Regions from separate parts of the Canis lupus genome. Here region 1 is linked to region 2. The links are chromatin contacts, called in public Hi-C maps. All regions are on one chromosome and are shown on one strand. The core of a region is the stretch at or near the end of the contact, and the rest is flanking DNA. Distances in the headings are between cores, read along the strand shown. Region 1 overlaps KLHL31 (kelch-like protein 31). Region 2 holds the start of GCLC (glutamate--cysteine ligase catalytic subunit).

What was found. A called contact is a pair of places that touch in the nucleus more often than the background predicts.
Region 1: a contact with region 2 is called in a Hi-C map of blood, with 2.5 times the contacts expected there. The contact joins the enhancer-like site here to the promoter of GCLC in region 2. A contact is called at or near these places in 2 of 9 Hi-C or Micro-C datasets (blood and liver).

Annotation. Positions count from the first base shown.
Region 1 is chr12:21,393,938-21,397,581 of UU_Cfam_GSD_1.0, forward strand. It overlaps KLHL31 (kelch-like protein 31), which reads right to left. Exons shown (of 5, transcript XM_038554328.1): 4 at 3,207-3,644; 5 at 284-1,016. The coding sequence ends at 284. Among named protein-coding and RNA genes, the nearest start is that of GCLC, 100 kb to the left of the region's middle. Within about 2 kb of position 1,729, at least 10 of the 20 cell types and tissues checked have an H3K27ac peak or open chromatin away from gene starts, as enhancers often do. A contact at or near this core is called in blood and liver, where this site is marked.
Region 2 is chr12:21,290,034-21,293,630 of UU_Cfam_GSD_1.0, forward strand. GCLC (glutamate--cysteine ligase catalytic subunit) reads right to left here and starts at 2,102. Exons shown (of 16, transcript XM_038554326.1): 1 at 1,953-2,102. The coding sequence starts at 2,102.

The DNA of each region.
Region 1 (3,644 bases), core at 479-2,978, 100 kb after region 2:
AGCTGCTTCCATAAGCTTCACGTGTGCTACAGTGTAGATGAAAACTGTCAGATGTGGGTGTGACCGCTGTGCATGAGGGGAACGGCCGGTGGAACGAGGGCCCACAACGAATTCTGCCTGCCACCCAGTGGCCGCTCAAATAAAGGGTCTTTCCTTTGTTGCCAGGGCTCTGCAGCCGGCTTCAAAAAAATCAAAAAAAAAAAAAAAAAAGAAAAAAAAAGAAAAATAAAAAACGCAAAACCGCCGGACACGGCCGAGGCAGGTCACGCCCGGCCGCCCGGCCTCAGATGCTGACGGGCACCGAGGACACCGAGCTGGCCCGGGACTCGCGGGGGGCGCCGCTGGGCATGCACAGGGCGCAGCAGGACACGCCCACGGTGGCCTCGGGCAGCTCGTCGTCCTCCGTCCACTCGTTGAGCTCGGGGCTGAAGCTCTGGATGCACTTCTTGTACTTCTTCTCGCCCTCGTTCCAGCCTCCCAGCAGGTAGGCGCGGCCGTGCAGCGCCGCGGCGCCCGCCGTGCTCACGCCCACGGGCAGCGGCGCGGCCGAGCTCCACTGGCCCGTGGCGGGGCTGTAGCGCTCCACCGCCAGCACGTCCACGCGCTCCCCGCGCGGCCCCAGCTGGCTGCCGCCCATCACGTACACGCGGTCGCCCAGCGCCACGGCGCAGTGCCAGCCCCGCGGCGTGCTCAGGCCCGCCAGCTCCTGCCACGCGTCGCCGGCCGGGTCGTAGGCGCTCACGGAGCGCGAGTACGCGCTGCCCACGTACCCGCCGGTCACCAGCAGCCGGCCGCCCGCCACCGCGCTCGCGTGGCAGCAGCGCGCCGCGTCCAGGGCCGCCTTGGGCCGCCACTGGTTGCTGGAGGGCACGTAGCACTCGAGCGAGGCCAGGCTGCCTTCGGCGTTGCGGCCGCCCGCGGCGTACAGGAGCCCGTCGCACACGCTCAGGCTGAAGTGCGTGCGCTTCTGGTTCATGTTGGCCAGGTGTATCCAGGTGTTGAAGCGGGGGTCGAATCTGCAAACGGCAGAGCAAGCGTGACAGCCTTGTCGGCGGCAGCCAGGGAACCCTCGGGACCCCGCACACCGCACACCGGGGCGCGGCCCCGCACCCTCACCTGGAGGCTGCTCTTTCCCTCGGCCGGGGCGGGGGGGGGGGGGGGGGAGGGGTGGCACCTGGATACCTGGATACCTGGATACGCGCAAAGCGGGCATGGGCGACTCCCCCTCCTCCTAACTATGAAGCCTTTATGGGGCCGCTCGGACAGGTCCCCGCAGAGACCTGCGGTCCCTCTTTTTTCCCCGCAGAGACCTTGCAGTCCCTCTTTTTGCCGTGCTCCGTACTCTCTCCATCATCGGGGAGGATTTCTGAGATGCGCTTGTCGGGGAGGCGGTGGCAGCTGGGTACCTTTTTTTTTTCTAAAGACTGCATGTACTTTTTATTATTATTTTTTTATTTTATTTATTCATTCATGAGAGACATGGAGGGAGAGAACGAGGAAGAGACACAGGCAGAGGGAGAAGCAGGCTCCACGCAGGGAGCCCGACGCGGGACTCGATCCCTGGTCTCCAGGATCACGCCCTGGGCTGAAGGCGGGCGCTAAACCGCTGAGCCACCCGGGCTGCCCTGCAGCGGGGTATCTGTGGCAATCACACTTAAGTCAGTTCCACATATCTTCAGACACCAGCCATCCCCTGGCTCACTCTTAGCGCTTCATTAAGATAGGGCTTGGCTAATTGGATTTCTCCAATTGGTGCAGACACTTCCTCATTCAGACACTTGGCCTGGCCACTGGGACAGGAAAGCTAAGTCACTCCACCAAGTCTCCTATCATCCGCTTAGAATGAGATCAGTGGAACTCATGTCCAAAAGCATCAACAGAGGCTTAACTGTTGATATTTCTCTATTTTCTAGCACTTATTAGTAGATAAGATTTTGTAGTTGAGAGATATATTTTTCAGTGTCCTACATAACAGTTATTGTACCATAAGCACTGAAAACAATACTGCAAAAATTTACTTGAATACTTAACAGAGTTATCAGCAGGAGGAAAATAAGCAGTCATAGAAAACCTATCTCAGGGGGCACCTGGGTGGATCTGTGGTTGAGCATCCTCCTTTTGGCTGGGGTCCTTATCCCCGGGGGTCCTGGGATCACATCCCCACAAACGGCTCTCTGCACGGAGCCTGCTTCTCCCTCTGCCTATGTCTCTGCCTCTCTCTGTCTCTCTCATGCACAAGTAAATAAAATCTTAAAAAAAAAAAAAACCTGTTTCAACTGTTTACCTAGTTCCAAAGTATTGTAAATACAGACCTCCCTGCATTAGTTTGATGTTCCTTCATTTTTGTCCCATTTAACCACCGAATCGAAACTTAACCATACTTATAAATTAAAGGGCAAAAATCACTTAATTGTTTGGATTCATTTAAATGACACATAGACATATAATGAAATAATAAAGAATATTTTTCATGATATACTTTATAAATTTTCAGATTTTGCTCATTAGTTATGTTTGACTTTGTGCTCCTACCCTGATATAATAAGCATGACTTTCTGACATTTCATATATATGAAAGTGTTTTTATTATAAATATACACAAATGACATGGCATTTGAATTCCATTTTCTGAAGGCTATATTATACCTTTGCTGTTTCTGCATGCATCAAAGATATTGACATTTTTTTATAGTATCCAGTCTTCAAAAAATATTTAGAGTTAATTACCTGCCACATTTTTAATGATCTCATTGTAGTTGCCAATTACGAATCTGACAGTCATCAGTAACAGTCACTATAAAGAAATTTTGTGTTATTTTGATCTTTCTTACCACCTAGTGTTAAAAACTAAGTTTGTATCCAGTTTCTTTTCAGAAAAACAGTGTACTGTGAAGGGCACCTTACTAGTATATCACTTGTGGTATGACTTCCATGGGCATGAGATTTCTCACATGTAAAATCAGAATAACTACATCTTCCGAGCTCATTTCATAGGCTTATTCAGAAATCTAGAGTGCCTTTTATATACACATATACTTTATGCAGTGTGAACTGTTGTATATATGTCATGTGGCATTATTATTATTATTATTATTGATTCACTGAGCCTGTGAACTAAGCTAACAGGCAGGACTCATTTACTTCTATTTCAGAGCAATTTCCTCATAATATTGAACCATTTCAGTTCCTAATAAAGGATCAAATACCTGCAGAAATTGCTGACTGCATGCTTGGCTTGATTTCTTGCATCATTCTGGTCTTCGCCACCAGCCACATAAAGAAATCCGTCCATCACTGCCACACACTGATTAAAACTCTTGGCTGGCATTTCTGTAAGCTTGCTCCATCCATTTTCAGGGTCTCTGTACAGGACGTCTCTACTAAGGGACTTCTCAGTAAGGCCTGGACGTCCCCCAACAGTGACAAGGACTCGACAGCCCCCGCGGATTCTCGTGCGCCGAGACTGCAATGTGTTTTGATGATACGGAAGTAAGTGGTAGTTCATTGCATCTACAAGAAGTTTGTGACAATCAGCATCTTGCATCATTCTGGGTACAGACTGAACGTAATTGACCAGGTCCTGTGCAGAGATGGTACCAAAGCGGATATTGCTCAGAAGATCTGCAGCGTGTTTCACTCTCTTT
Region 2 (3,597 bases), core at 852-3,351:
TAACACAAAAGAGTGATTACTTTGACATGATACTAGAGGCATCAGCAAATAGGCGTGAGGCTTTCCTACCCTCCTCTAAAACCTCACCTTCTCCCTGCCCAGTCCTAGAGATACCACAGTGGAGAATGAGTTCTTGCAACACCACAGGTCAGGGATGGGACAGAGAACCAATTTTGGAGGACTAAGGTTTAACTGAAGTGCCTTTTCAGGCATAGAAAGTGGGGTTCCCCCCTCCCCTTAACCATCTGTTACACTTCACAATCTCAATTCTTCAAGACCCTTGCATCAAGGCTGCCTATTTCCAACTGGACTGTCAACACTTGCCAGCAGGAACTTTACTCTTCTTGAAAATCCTACACCCCACCCCAACATGTGACTGAAATAGAACTTAAAGTAATGAGAAACTTTTTTTTTTTTAAATCTCATATAACTTTTCTACTTCATCCTCTTCAAAGTACGTGGATTTAGGGGGAAAAGAAGCAAAAGGAAGTGCGGGAGAGGAAAAAAAAATCGGGGCTGGGGGACAGAGGATAGATCATTAAATGCACACAATATACAAAAATGAACATACACAAGGTCAGATGCTGTGAAACAAGGAACTTTAGAATAAAACTGAAGAATTACCAAAGTAGGACAAACCCCTTCTATTAGAAGTGTGAGTTACTATTATGCCTTTCTCAGGTAAAACAGCACAATTACTTCAACTGTAAAAATAATTATTTTCCAATCTTAGAAATAAACTGAAGTTTTGGGAGGACAGTGATTCTGCATTGATGTAGCAGCACCCTGACACTTGGGTCAAGCATTAAGAACACGGACTTGGGGTGCCTGCGTTTGGCCCAGGGCGTGATCCTGGAGTCCAGGGATGGAGTCCCCCATCAAGCTCCCTGCGTGGAGCCTGCTTCTCCCTCTGCCTGTGTCTCTGTGTCTCTCATGAATAAATAAAATCTTAAAAAAAAAAAAAAAAAAAACACACGGAAAAAAGATAAATTTACACCTGAGCAAGCCATGGAAGGCAAATGGTAAAAACAGATGCATGCTTTTCGAAAAAGCATTTAATGATCTGAATTGTATCTGTAGAAGACTTGAAGGGAGAAGCACAGAGAGCTTTGGCAGAAGAAAACTCCATCTAAAAGGGGGCAAGTCTTTCCAGATCCTTCCAATAAACAACGGTTCAACATACTGAAAATGCAAAGACATTTCAGCTCTAGGCAGAACACACGTGGAAGCACCGATAGGCCAGGGTTAGACGTCGGATCCAGGCCACGGGGAGCCAACTAACAAATCTCAAATGCGAAGCTTCAAGAGTTCCCTTTTAGAGTTTTGTTTTGTTTTTCCCTTTCCCCTCTTTTAGAATTTAACAGGACCAGGAAGTTTCTTCCCTTTTTGGGGGGGAAAACTGAGCCGTCATTCGTGTTCCATGCCTATAAAGTGGTGATGGGGTGTGTGTGGGCGGGGGAGGGGTGCGAGGGCGAGGAGGGGTGGGTGAAGAGGGTGCGAGGGAGCAGAGGAGAAGCAGCTGGAGGTCTAGAAAGTAACCTGCCCGCGTGGGGCTGACGACCGGACCCCCAGCAGCAACGGCCCTCCCGGGACCAGTGGGTCCAACCGGGTCCTTTTCTCACTGATGGCAATAGCGCCTTTCGACACCAGGCGCCAGGTCGCGACATCCCAGCCTGGAAACTCCGGGAGGCACCAGGTGTCACACTTGCTCACGATCGCGCCCTCCCAGCGCCTAACCCATTGGCTGAACCAAGGGGGAAACCCTAAGAACGAATGAATGGGAGGGAGGGAGGGAGGGAGGGGGTTCGGGCCGGGCCCCAGGCTCCGGGCTCCGGGGGGCCCCGCCGGGCGGGGACCTCGGGGCGCAGCGCAGGACGCGCACCGCCGAACAAAGGAGGCGCGGGGCGGCCTGACAGGGGCGCCCGGCGGGGGCGGAGGCCGCGGGCGCTCACCTCGTCGCCCCACTTGAGCACGTCCTTGTGCCGGTCCTTGACGGCGTGGTAGATGTGCAGGAACTGGAGGATCCCGTGCCGCCGCACGTGGTCGGCGTGGCGCTTGGTCTCCTCCCAGCTCAGCGGCGAGCCTTGGGACAGCAGCCCCATGGCTGCCCCCTCCTCCTCCTCCTCCTCCTCCTCCTCGGGGTGGACGGCGGCCGCTGCTCAGGGTGCGGGGCGCGAGCCGGCCCCTCGGCTGCCCGCACAGGACCCGGCAGCGGCGGCGGCGGCGGCGGCTGCTCCGCCCCGCGGGGGCGCCCTTGGGCCGCGGCCGGCCGAGGGAGGGTCCGCTCCGCTCCGCTCCCCTGCGCGGGGTCCTCGCCGCCCAGGTGACCGACTCGGGGGTCCCGCACGCCGCGCGGACACAGAGGCACAGGACCGGAGGGCAGGCTGCGCGGCTCTCGGCCCCGCGGCCTCGCCCCCCGCCCCCCGCCCGCTCGCTCCGGCTCCGAGGCGGCGGCGGCGGCGGAGGACCCCGCAGCCGCGCTGCCGCAGCGGCTCTCGCTTCTCTTTACCGGTGTCGTGCACTGGCTTCTTCCTACTTGTGACCGAGACCTGCGCCGCCACCGAGCATGCCCAGTCCTCCCATCTGCTCGCTCGCGGCTCCAGGGTGCGATCCGCCGCTCCGGGTTTTATAGACTACGGGTGGGGGCGGGGAAAGAAGGCGGTGCAGGAGCGGGGGCGTGGCCGGGCGCTCTAAGGGGGCCTCGGAGCAGGCGTGCGCAGGCGTGGTCGGGGCGGAGTCAGGGGGCGGAGCTCTCCGAGGGCGCGCGGTGGAAAAGTGAGGTCCGGCAGCCTTTAAGCAAACGGGAGATCATGTAAAAACCTGTTTTCTCGGATCCAAAGACATAAACTTTGGGTTGGGGAAGAAATTCGGTTATTTGAATTAGTGAACAACTCACTATATTCGTTTTGGGGTGAGCAAAGGCCTCTCACACAGGTGAGAGCAGCCCAGTATGGTAATGACTCACTCCATCGCTTGGGGGTCAGATGAAACACCTGTTCAACTCTAGTTTCCACGGTTGACAGACTGTGAGATCTCGGGCAAATCATTTCCATACCTGTGTAAAATTTATTCTATCTTTTTATGGATTTTGTAACACTGTGTACAATGCGGACATGCATAGAGTCAGCAGCCAATAAATTACTTGGTTATTAAGAGGAATCAATTTGTCTGCAGGTTTTATGTATATTCAATGTGTATATATCACAAGTATTTGTGTATTCTTTATTTATGACATGTATTCTTGGGATGGCCCAGATACCATCATTACAACAGAAGGGACTTTGTCAACATCTCCAGATGGATTTTTTTTTTTTAAGGAATCATCTCCAAAGTATATCCCTCATCCAAACCTAATATTCATTATGTGACTAAAATGATGTTCATGTGAGCTTACCAAGGAGTAGAAAATATCAGGTACAACTGGGGATGATCCTATGCTGGTAAAAAAGAGAAGGAAGGAGGTACCTCACCCCAAAAACTCCGTGTTGATAGAGTAATGATGTGTCAAGGAGGGAAAAAGTGACAGCAACTAGACCACGCGTGCACTGAGGCCAGAAAGTGTGTATTTATTGTGCCCACTTCCATCAACTACAAAGT